2 separate regions of the Hordeum vulgare genome follow, and region 2 is linked to region 1. A link is a contact called in public Hi-C data. All regions are on one chromosome and are shown on one strand. The core of a region is the stretch at or near the end of the contact, and the rest is flanking DNA. Distances in the headings are between cores, read along the strand shown. Region 1 holds the start of LOC123427210 (E3 ubiquitin-protein ligase WAV3-like). Region 2 holds the start of LOC123427213.

Region 1 (5,190 bases), core at 1,642-4,141:
GGCGAGCATGCTCAACAAAATGTCAGCCCAATGAGGAGCATGCTCAACAAAATGTCAGCCCAATGAGGTAATCCTTACGAGGTTACTTGTTGAATTGGCACACATATGGTCAAAGAAAGCATGCAGTTGGCAGTCAAGGCATCACCACACATAAATAATTTAAACAAAAAAAACTATTTCATCAATTTGCACATGTTACAATGGATAGTGCATAGTGTCAAGTTGGAACGTTTGCCCTGAAGAAAGAACTCTGGTAGTAGCATGAAAGAGTGGGGATTAAAAAAGTTTAGTTTTTAGAAAATGACAGTATTTATTTCCACATTTGGCAGCATAACAACAACAAAATGCATCAGCATGACCACAAGTTCTCCGAGTCCTGCGAGTCTAGAGGGTAGCATTGTGTTCTAAGAGAAGAGATCGGGAGCTAGAAAGGAAAAGAATTTAGGGTTATTGTGGATGGTCTTTTGGCTTGATGAGTATGAGCTAGACACACAGTTACATAAACAGAAATTCCGGCACTGTTTCTGTTTCCAGCAGAAACAGCTATTCAGACTATGTATCTTTTCTGGGGCAGAGTTTTCGCTTCCACTCTGAACTTTTCTGTTTCTGTTTCCGGAAAATGCTCGCCATTTACATTTTTGCTTGAAACGGACATACATTCAGTTCCATTTTGACCCTGACAACACTAGCCTACATTCAAGTTAGTTTATGCAGTTTCCCCCCGCATTGCATAACATGTGCACGAATGCACCACTGCCCCTACGCATATTATTATGGGGAAATAAATATGGACTTGCAGATACGAAAAGTCATTTTTTTCTGTATCTGGGTCTGTTACCACCTTACATACAAGTAAAAGAGAGAAGAGAATGGCACGAATCTGTCAAACCACAAATCAAACTCCACTATAAAAATAGGGTAAACCAACGTCAGTTTCACTTTGTTTATGTTTGGCCCGTCATCATCAAGAAGATTTAATTGGCTGTGCTAACTATTATACAAAGATAAAGAGGTTAACGGTTTCATGAATTTGACAAACCAAGATATTTTACCAAGAAAGTGAAACTGTTTGTATCAAACATGAAGGAGGTAAATGTCCGCATCAACTTTTACAAACATAACGTGGTTAACTATTTCAATTTGCCTGAACCAAATTACAAACCAAGTAAACCCTTTGAACAGGGCCCAGCCGCCTACCACCAATTCTCAAAGCAAAGAAAAGAATCTGATGTTATCCCCACATGTTGTTATAATGAAGCAATTGACCGTGCATCTTGTATATATTATCACCACCATAAGTTTCAACCCTACATATTTAAGTTCAATGGTTTTGCAAATGGTAAAGACCAACTTTGCATGCAAAGTAAACTCACCAAACTCAGGACATAACCAACAAGAATGTGATACCTAACAAAAGAAGCAAACAAACCTAGGTGCAGGCTGTGCTCCGGTCCAAATTAGAAAGGAAAAGAAAAGGAACACACACACAAGCACAAATTTGTGATTACACGCATCCGAAGTAATTCAATTCCTGTTCTACAAAAGTTCAACTTCTACACGGAAAAGCGCACAACAAAATGTCAAGTAAAGAGGCGCAATCCTCGTGAGGCTGCTTGTTGAATTATGATATACGCATGGTCAAACCATGCATGCAGTTGCAGATGCAGTTGGCAGCCAAGGCCCATTCACCACAAAAAAATGATGCTAGCATAAAGAAGAAACAATTGCATCAATTTGCATAGCTGGTGCCAAGTTGGAAGCGTCTGCCATAAAGACAGAAAGCTGGTGGTAGGAGGAAAGAGTTGGGGATTTGCTTCACGTGACGGCGCCACCACGGGCAGGTGATGAGCAAAGGAAGCAAGCTTTCCCCGGTCCTTTTCAGGGGAGGGGCAAGTGGAATTCATTAATGGTGGGACGCAATAGGAAAGTGGTCCACGTTACACGGCAATTATATCCGATGCAAAGTCAAATATGGATCAGCTTAGAAGATAATGGTGCTGAGCAGATCACGGCTAGCACAACTGACAGAGGAATTGGAAGTTTGCTATGTGCTGCCGAGGGAAAGAAGTGAGCGGTCCAAAGCCACAGCAATACTAGTACGTACTGCAGAGTTGGAAACATGACTGCACATGTATGAACTGATTCGGAAGGGGCGCACGAAACGAAGCAGCGACGGCGGATCACGAGGAGAATGGCTGCACTCAGAAACAAAGTCGCTATTCCAAGATCGAATCAGAAGAACAGATACTGTATTTATTTCTTTATTTATGTTTTTTGCGTTAGAAACACAGGGTAGTAGTACTGGTATTATCTTCCGGAAATGGTACAGTAGTAGTAACGGAAAATGGTAGCTCACCTTGGAGGAGGACCTGCTCCCGGACTTGGACCTCCGGAACGCGGCGCCGGCGCCAGCCACCGGCTCGTCGGGCGGCGACCCCACCGTCACGGCCGCCTCGCCGCGGCATCCGCCCGCGCCCGCGCCCGACGCCGCCGGCCTCGGACTCGGGTCTTCGCCGTCGCCGTCCGCGGGCACCTGCACGCAGAGACGGAGGGCCAGCGCCCTCTTGGCCTTCCTCCACGCGCCCTCCATCGCCCGCCGCGCGCCGCGATCCCAATTCCCAGTTCCCAAACCCGAACCAACACAGCTCTCTCCGCTCCGCCCGGGCCTGCCTCTCTTATACCGCCGCTATGCGGCTTCGGTGGAAACTGGAGGGGAGGCGGCACGGCATTAGGGACTGGAGGTGGAGGTGGAGGTGGAGCGTTTGGGTGCGGCTTCTTCTCTCCCCGTCCTTTGGCCTCGGTTTGACCCGCGGGAGGGAGGGGAGGGGAGGAGAGGGGAGGGAGGGAAACGTGCAAGGGATGGATACGCAACGGAGGGAGGCGGAGGAGCACAGGTCTGGTCAGGTCAGCGTCGTGGGGGTTTAAATCCGGTGACGACGGGGGTTTGGCTCCTTTTTTTTTTTTTTTTTTTTTTTACGGCAGGCAATCAAGTGACGACCGGGAGAGACGGCCTGGCGGTGCATTCAATTCTGGCTCCACCCTGCCAGTGGAGCGGCTGAACGGGGACGGCACCATATAAATTCATCTTTTTTTGTCACGTTTTAACTCTTAACCAACCGGTGCAACTCTTTGTGTGTGTGTGTGTGAAGTAACTGGTGCAACCTCCGTCGTATTTACATTCACACTCATCCGTATTGCGAGAGGTTCAATTTTGTCCATCAATTTGACTTGCAAGTCTTCCTCTCTCAAAAGGAAAAACTGTGTCTGTTTTGTCATAAAAATTATGCATTTCTATTCATTGTAAAATGTAGTGACACGCTGTATGAAAAAAATAGTGACGAGCGGTGTACTGGCATATATTTAATATACTATCGATGAAAATGGTAGTCGAATTTCAATCACGGAAAATGAGGACATCATGCAGGTAAGGAAAGAGGGAATTAACTCTTTCGAGCCGGCGGTTGGATCCAGCTGTAGGACGAGTTTATGGCAATGGATATCCATATCCAAAGATATCTTCTTATCAACCCACTTTAATACCCGTGGACACAAATTGACGCTCATGCCCCTACCGCCGCTTGGGCCACGAGGCTACCTTCCTTCGTTCATTGTAGCAAGTTGTGCGCGATGTGGTATTGTACCTATTCTTTAGTAAGGGGATTGCCCGGAACCCGGCCTAGTCCTGGCGTCAGCACTACCATTGGGTATATCTGATGGATATCCGGTGGGTACAATATATAGCATTTCCATCATAAAAACGTAGAGAAATTAGTCACCCTGGACATAGGACGAGTGGCGGTTTGGTTGTTGTGGGCTACCACTGGTTTCGGGAATTAGGGATTTTTGGTTAGGAGCGTAGAGGTTATGTTAGAGATATGCCTCAGAGGCAATCATGTATGATGATATTTCTTATATGTTTATGAATAAATATAGTCCTTGGACATTGTCAATGATGTATATCAACAAGCACGTGACTTGTATGTGAGACTATGCATTGTATGATGATTGTCCTAAATGGTCCCTAATCGAAAGGATTGTGTGGACGCGCAACCATTCACATTAACATATGGCATGGCACATAGTTCGGTCTCACTAACCATGTAGCATTGGATGCTAGCCGGATAATATGGACTCAGAAAGATCTGGTCGCATTCGACGTAGTCGGATCCGAGTCGAGATAAGGTATGAGTTGGACAGACCCAACTATGAGACACGGCGATAGGTCATTTGTGAGTCTCTAGTACAACATATGTTCTATGTTCTAAGACCTGAGCTGGCGCATGTACTCGGGATGGTGACAGACTTGCTTTGGGCCGACCAAACGCTACTCCTTGACTCGGTAGTTACAAAGATAGGTTTCGGACTTGTCATGACCCATGTGGGGATACATGGTCGATCAAGATGGGATTTGACCCTCCGATCAGGAGAGATATACTCTCGGTCCCTCGTGTGATCTGACCTGGATAAGCATGACCATGCGATAGAGGATTATGAGATAATTCGAATGTTGGTCGGATTCACCAGAACGAGAAAGAGGTCGTGCTGCAACAAGGATGATCATGTCGCCTTGTGCACGAAAACATACATCGGGTGGCAAAGGGAACGTAAGTATGAAGTACAGGTTCACCTAACCATCTCATCAAACACTTGGAGTCGGCACACTATGCTAGAGGCCGCTACCGACTAGCCAAGTCGGATGTGATCTCAATCGCGACCAAGTGAACGGGAACCTAAGGGGTCGCGCACTTAAGTAAAGACATGGGCCTTAAGATCCGTGTGAGGCCCAACAGTTGAACTCGCGCCGGATGCCTATATATAGTAGAAGCGTGGCACACTTAATTAGCTGATCACTTTAACGACGTCATTAGGGCTTTGCATCTGTTGCAACTAGCCACCTCCACCCGCCTCCGACCGTGTGCTCGGACCTAGCAGTCCGCCGCACAATGTTCCTCCTGCATGCACGGATACCGTTAGAGGCGGTGCACTTGCACCGCTCCAGTGAACCTATACGTGGGATCCGACGACCGGCTGTTCGTGGGAGACGATCCGGCAATCGGCTCTTCGAGGGAGATCGAAAGAGGAGGAGATGGACCACGTAGACGCGTTGTCCCAACTCTACTTCCACTACACGGCACTGCGCGCCTAGTTGTAGCGATTTGTGATCCATCTCCGTAGCATGTTCTTGGTTGT
Region 2 (5,190 bases), core at 1,365-3,864, 220 kb after region 1:
ATACCTGCCTTTTCAACACCTATCGGCCGCGAGGCCAGCACACAACTGCTTGAGGCATTTATCAGTTAGGCATGATGCATGAGTATCAAAGGTAGGAAGCAAACATTGGTACTATATGCACATTAGTAATGAAGAAGATAAAATTTACATTAAAATTATGCGACTAAATTAGAGCATTTTAAATAAAAAAATTGGAAGAAAATGACCTATACCAAGAAATATATGTACTATAGTATGAGAGCATGGCATGTTTCAATGGTGATACCAATGCAAGAACAAAATTTCTAAAGTAAGACATGGAGTATGGAAGCAATCCACAAACCAAAAAAGCACACAAAGTGTGATATAGGAGACCCATATGCAGGAAACAAGAAAATATGATATCTCAGTATGACTGGTTTTAGGAGGATGCATAGAACATTGGAAATGGAAACATCGAAGAGTGGGGCTAGTGCAGGTGGGTTTAAAGCATGACACGGAGAATCAAATCAGGGGCGGTGTTGTTGGAGGAACATGAGCGGTGCGGTGGATGGCGACAATGGAGGTGATGTGCGTACCCTTGAGCATACCATCTGCTTCAGCCTGATTTATTGTCGCATGTCCACTCAAAATGTAAGAAATGCAATATGTTATCAAATATGAAGATACGGTCATAGAGCGAATGAAAAGAGACATGAAGATGGTTGCTAAAAACAGTTGTATGGAAGCAAGGCAATAGAATTAAGAAACTTATTTGTGAAACACAATAAGGGAAAATGTAGGAAGCATGAAAATATGGTAACCCAACATTACCCATCCTGGTTGGAAGCATAGAATGAAACGTTGGTAATGAGACAATATGCTCACGGCCGACACGGGGATCCTTTTTTGTGTCGTCGACATATATATTTAACGGATTTGCTCTTCATTCATTTGTGAGCAATTATCTAGCTAAACAAAGCAATATTATTACATTGTAGAATCACGGAAAAATAACACTGGGTACATAAGTAGTGCCACCCAAAACCATGAAAACTGATGGTGATTTTTCTTTTAGTGTCGACACCGACATATATATTTAACGGATTTGCTCTTCATCCATTTCTGAGCAATTATCTAGCTAAACAAAGCAATATTATTACATTGTAGAATCACGGAAAAATAACACTGGGTACATAAGTAGTGCCACCCAAAACCATGAAAACTGATGGTGATTTTTCTTTTAGTGTCGACACCAACCGGGGAGGAATATTTGTATGATGTCATACATACTAATTTCATAGAAAATTGTTGATGATATAGTGACGGACTACGGACTACAGGATATAGGTCACAATTTCACAGCCCCAGCCAAAGAGTAATAAACTAAAGTATCCACACAAAGAGATCACACAAACGAATTTGATGTTCCTCCATGAAAGATTTTATCTAGCCGAACGGAATAATAATATAACATTGTAGAATCCAATAAATGGCACTGGATACGTTAGTAGTGTTACTTGGAATCAGGAAAATTCGAAAATGGGACAAAAACTAGTGTTGTTATTTATACGATGTACATACTATTTTTATAGAAAATTATGGATGATATACTCCCTCCGTCCCAAAATAAGTGTCTTGACCTCAGTACAATTTTGTACTAGAGCTAGTACAATGTTGAGACAGTTATTTCGGGACGGAGGGAGTAGTAAATATGGAATGCACATCCCAATTTCATGCCCACATATATCGAAGAAACCAAAGTATACACAAAGAGACCACACAAAATTTCATAAAACAATTAGGCCAAAATTAACAAGCAATGCATGAACTGTATAGTATCAAGAGAGATGAATCAAACCCTTGGTCAGATGGGGAGATGGGATGGGTGAATGATGTGGTAGCCGAGTCGTGATGGCTATTTTGTTGGCACTCTGGCGAGGTGGACCTCGAGCGATGGAAGAAGTGCAATATCTCGATTTCGACATGGGCGCGTTGAATGTGGGGTGGGGTGGGGAGGGTTGCAATCCACTACCGGTTCTCTGGCCTGTCGGATGCTACTTCGGCAGCTGATTTGTAACTTCTAATCCATGAATCGTCGTTGAGGAGGGAGGGTTCAAATCTCTATTGCCAGGATGCCGGCGCACCACCGATCTCGCCTGGGAAAAGCATCGGTGGAGCGTAGGATGGGGTGTCCGGGCTGTCCGACGACGAGAAGAGAAGGAGGAGCGGGTCTGGTGGTGGGGGCGGAGCCGACCAGCTGGTCGACGATGAGGGAAGAACGAGGAATGGCGGGGCGGAGCAGAAAGGGGATCTGACGAGACGAGCAAGCTGGATTGAGCTCGGGGTTACAGGCCTGATTGGAAACAAACGATTAGGAAAGAAATTCCGGCCGCCTGGTTTTTCTATTTCCATCATTCAAATGTTAAACCCCAGCCTTATACCATCAGACTATAGATACAAAGCGTTTCCCAGTATTTTCTCGTTTCTCCAGGAGAATCGTGCGCCCTGCCGACTTCGCGAGCACGACAGATCACACACACAGCACAGCACACAAGCTGGGAAATCCTGGGGCCCAGCGAGCAGGCACCGAGCGGTGCAGGACAGACGTGGCGCGCTTTTCTCCCCACCTCTTTATCACCACTCTGACTGAACTAGCGCGCGCGCGCACTCCGCTAGAAGCGCCTCCTGTCTTCCTTCATTTTCAACCTGAAGCCCAACTGAGACCCACTTCCTCCATCCATTCCATGGCTTCCGCGGCCCCCGCGAGCGTGTGCCCCATCGCGTCCGTCTCGGGGCGCTCGTCGCCGGCGAGCCACCGGGCCGTGAGGTGCTGGGGCGCGAGGAGGGGTCGGCGGCGGAGGCCGGCGGCGGGGCTGAAGGCGAGGTGCGCGGGCGGGCAGCCCTCCGCCGTGAAGCCCGGCCCGGGGAGCCCCGCGGACGACGGGTCGGTCGGGGACGAGGAGCAGCCGCACCCGCAGTTCGACCTCAACCTCGCCGTCGTGCTCGCCGGCTTCGCGTTCGAAGCCTACAGCACCCCACCCGTGAGCCCCCTGTCCCCCCCGCCCCTTCCCACTCATCGTCCTTCAACCGCGCTAATCCTGCGTGTGCTCCCGTGAACTGATGGAGGCAAGCGTTTCTGTTCGTCCTTGTCTGGCAGGCAGACGCGGGCTGGCGCGAGACCGACGCGGCTGAGTGTCAGACGGTGTTCCTATCCGAGTAAGTGGTGGCCGTGTCCCGTCCTTCCCCCTCGGACACCGGATCCGGTCATCATGTTTGTAAATTGCACTGCAAGTATTTTCTGGTTCTGACCAACTAGGGCATGCAATGCGATTCTGAAAGCTGTCGTCATTCTGAATGTTGTGAATGGTACGGCGGATTGCAGTGTGTTTCTCCGTGAAGTATATGATGGGCAACTAGTTGTGAGGCTGAAGAAAGGCAACAATCTTCCTGCAATGGATCCATGGGTATGCTGATGAACATGCTAGTGAGTCGTTACTGTTTGTTTTTTCACTACTATATGCTGCATATGTTATTTGTCCATGGCGCTTCAGCTATTTCGTTGCAGAGAATATTGAATAATTGATGGGTATAGTAAAAAAATATACTGCCAGTTGCTGAATCTAGTTATCTAAGATAAGATATCTGGAAAGACCTATAGATACTATTCTAGGTTTTCATGAAGTGGCGCAAGAAGTTTGAGAGCTCGCTCCCACATTTACTGAATGAGGCAGTAGTTTACACATTTTAACTACCACTACATAAAACTATTTTCTTCCATTTCATCACCAACTTCCTTCTCCTTCCATTGCAGGGTACAAGCGATCCTTATGTTGTTCTGCAACTTAATGGTCAAACTGCAAAGAGCCAAATTAAATGGGCGTGAGTAACTCTTTCCTTTTCCTTGGACAGAAATTTCCTCTTTCTTTTTGAGTTGGAAATTTCCTCTTTATAGTTTATATTATAAAAAAATAATGTATGTGATATATATCATGCCTAGTGGGGTTGGTTTCTTGATAAAATATTTGATACACTGGAGATCGCTATTTTTTCCATCGTCTCTGGAGTCTCTGATTGCAGCAGTTGATTAATGTAGGACGAAGGAGCCAACCTGGAATCAAGATTTCACATTTAACATTAGGACATCTCTGGAAAATCTACTCCAGGTATGAAGAAGTAATGTGAGCTCATAGTGATATTGGACTCACTTTAAGCTGTGTACTAGACAATATATCTGTTGTTGTATAGTTCTGCATCTTGGAAGTCAGTGAATACTATTCAGGTCTATGATAATCCCGTATCTGGTTCTTTAGAGTGAACCAGTGAGGTTTCTATGATTGCTAAGTTAATAACAAACTTAAATACACATCAGCTCTCTGTTGTGGGATTAACTCAGAATCAGCGGTATCAGATGACTGGAGTACATGGTGCAAATTCAAAATTTCTTTTCTTTAATCAACAAGTAGATGAGCAAACTATACATTACATTTTAGCAAGTAACATAGTCATATCAACCAATTGTGTGCATCTTGTAATTTTCCTTCTAATCACCTACTTCATTATATTCTGGTATCACCACAGATAATATTTGTGTGTTTCTTTTTTGCATCTGGTGCCATTTTTTTCAATAGGTTGAGGCTTGGGATGCAAACCTTGTCACCCCACACAAACGAATGGGAAATGCTGGGTTGTATCTTGAAACACTTTGTGATGGTAACTCTCTGTATTGACCCAGAAAATAGGACAGTGATAACATTGCTTTTAGTGCAATCGGACATTATGTTCTGCAATAATATTTAATATGAATATATGAATTCATTTGGAAACCTTTGGGATAACCTTGTTCTTTTTAGGAAATAAACATGACATCACTGTCGAATTAGAAGGCCTTGGTGCTGGTGCTGGTGGAACTATTGATTTGGAGGTAAGAATAAGATCCCTCCAAGAAAAATAATAATCTGGCCGCTGCTGTACTCCCTTGGAATGTGTATGCCATAGTGAACTGATCCTTGTTTCCCAGATGGATACGAAGTACCTTCCTAACAAAAATCTCCCTTTTTTCTTTTCATCCTTCTAAAAGAAAAACCAGCAGAATAATTTTCACAGTTGGCTACTCATAGGTAAAATGGTCTTTTAAATTACGTATAGCTGTATCCCGAGGAGTAAATAGGCAAAACTCGCCGGTAGGTTACTGCATTTTATATTTATCAGGGAACCCCATTTATTAAGCAT

The links. Hi-C and Micro-C count contacts between places; a contact is called where the count stands out from the background.
Region 2: a contact with region 1 is called in a Hi-C map of leaf, with 3 times the contacts expected there. The contact joins the promoter of LOC123427213 here to the promoter of LOC123427210 in region 1. A contact is called at or near these places in 2 of 6 Hi-C or Micro-C datasets (both in leaf).

Annotation. Positions count from the first base shown.
Region 1 is chr2H:554,539,679-554,544,868 of MorexV3_pseudomolecules_assembly, forward strand. It overlaps LOC123427210 (E3 ubiquitin-protein ligase WAV3-like), which reads right to left and starts at 2,892. Exons shown (of 2, transcript XM_045111202.1): 1 at 2,357-2,892. The coding sequence starts at 2,590.
Region 2 is chr2H:554,762,433-554,767,622 of MorexV3_pseudomolecules_assembly, forward strand. It overlaps LOC123427213, which reads left to right and starts at 2,615. Exons shown (of 19, transcript XM_045111205.1): 1 at 2,615-3,002; 2 at 3,119-3,177; 3 at 3,344-3,425; 4 at 3,773-3,840; 5 at 4,055-4,124; 6 at 4,590-4,671; 7 at 4,812-4,882. The coding sequence starts at 2,706.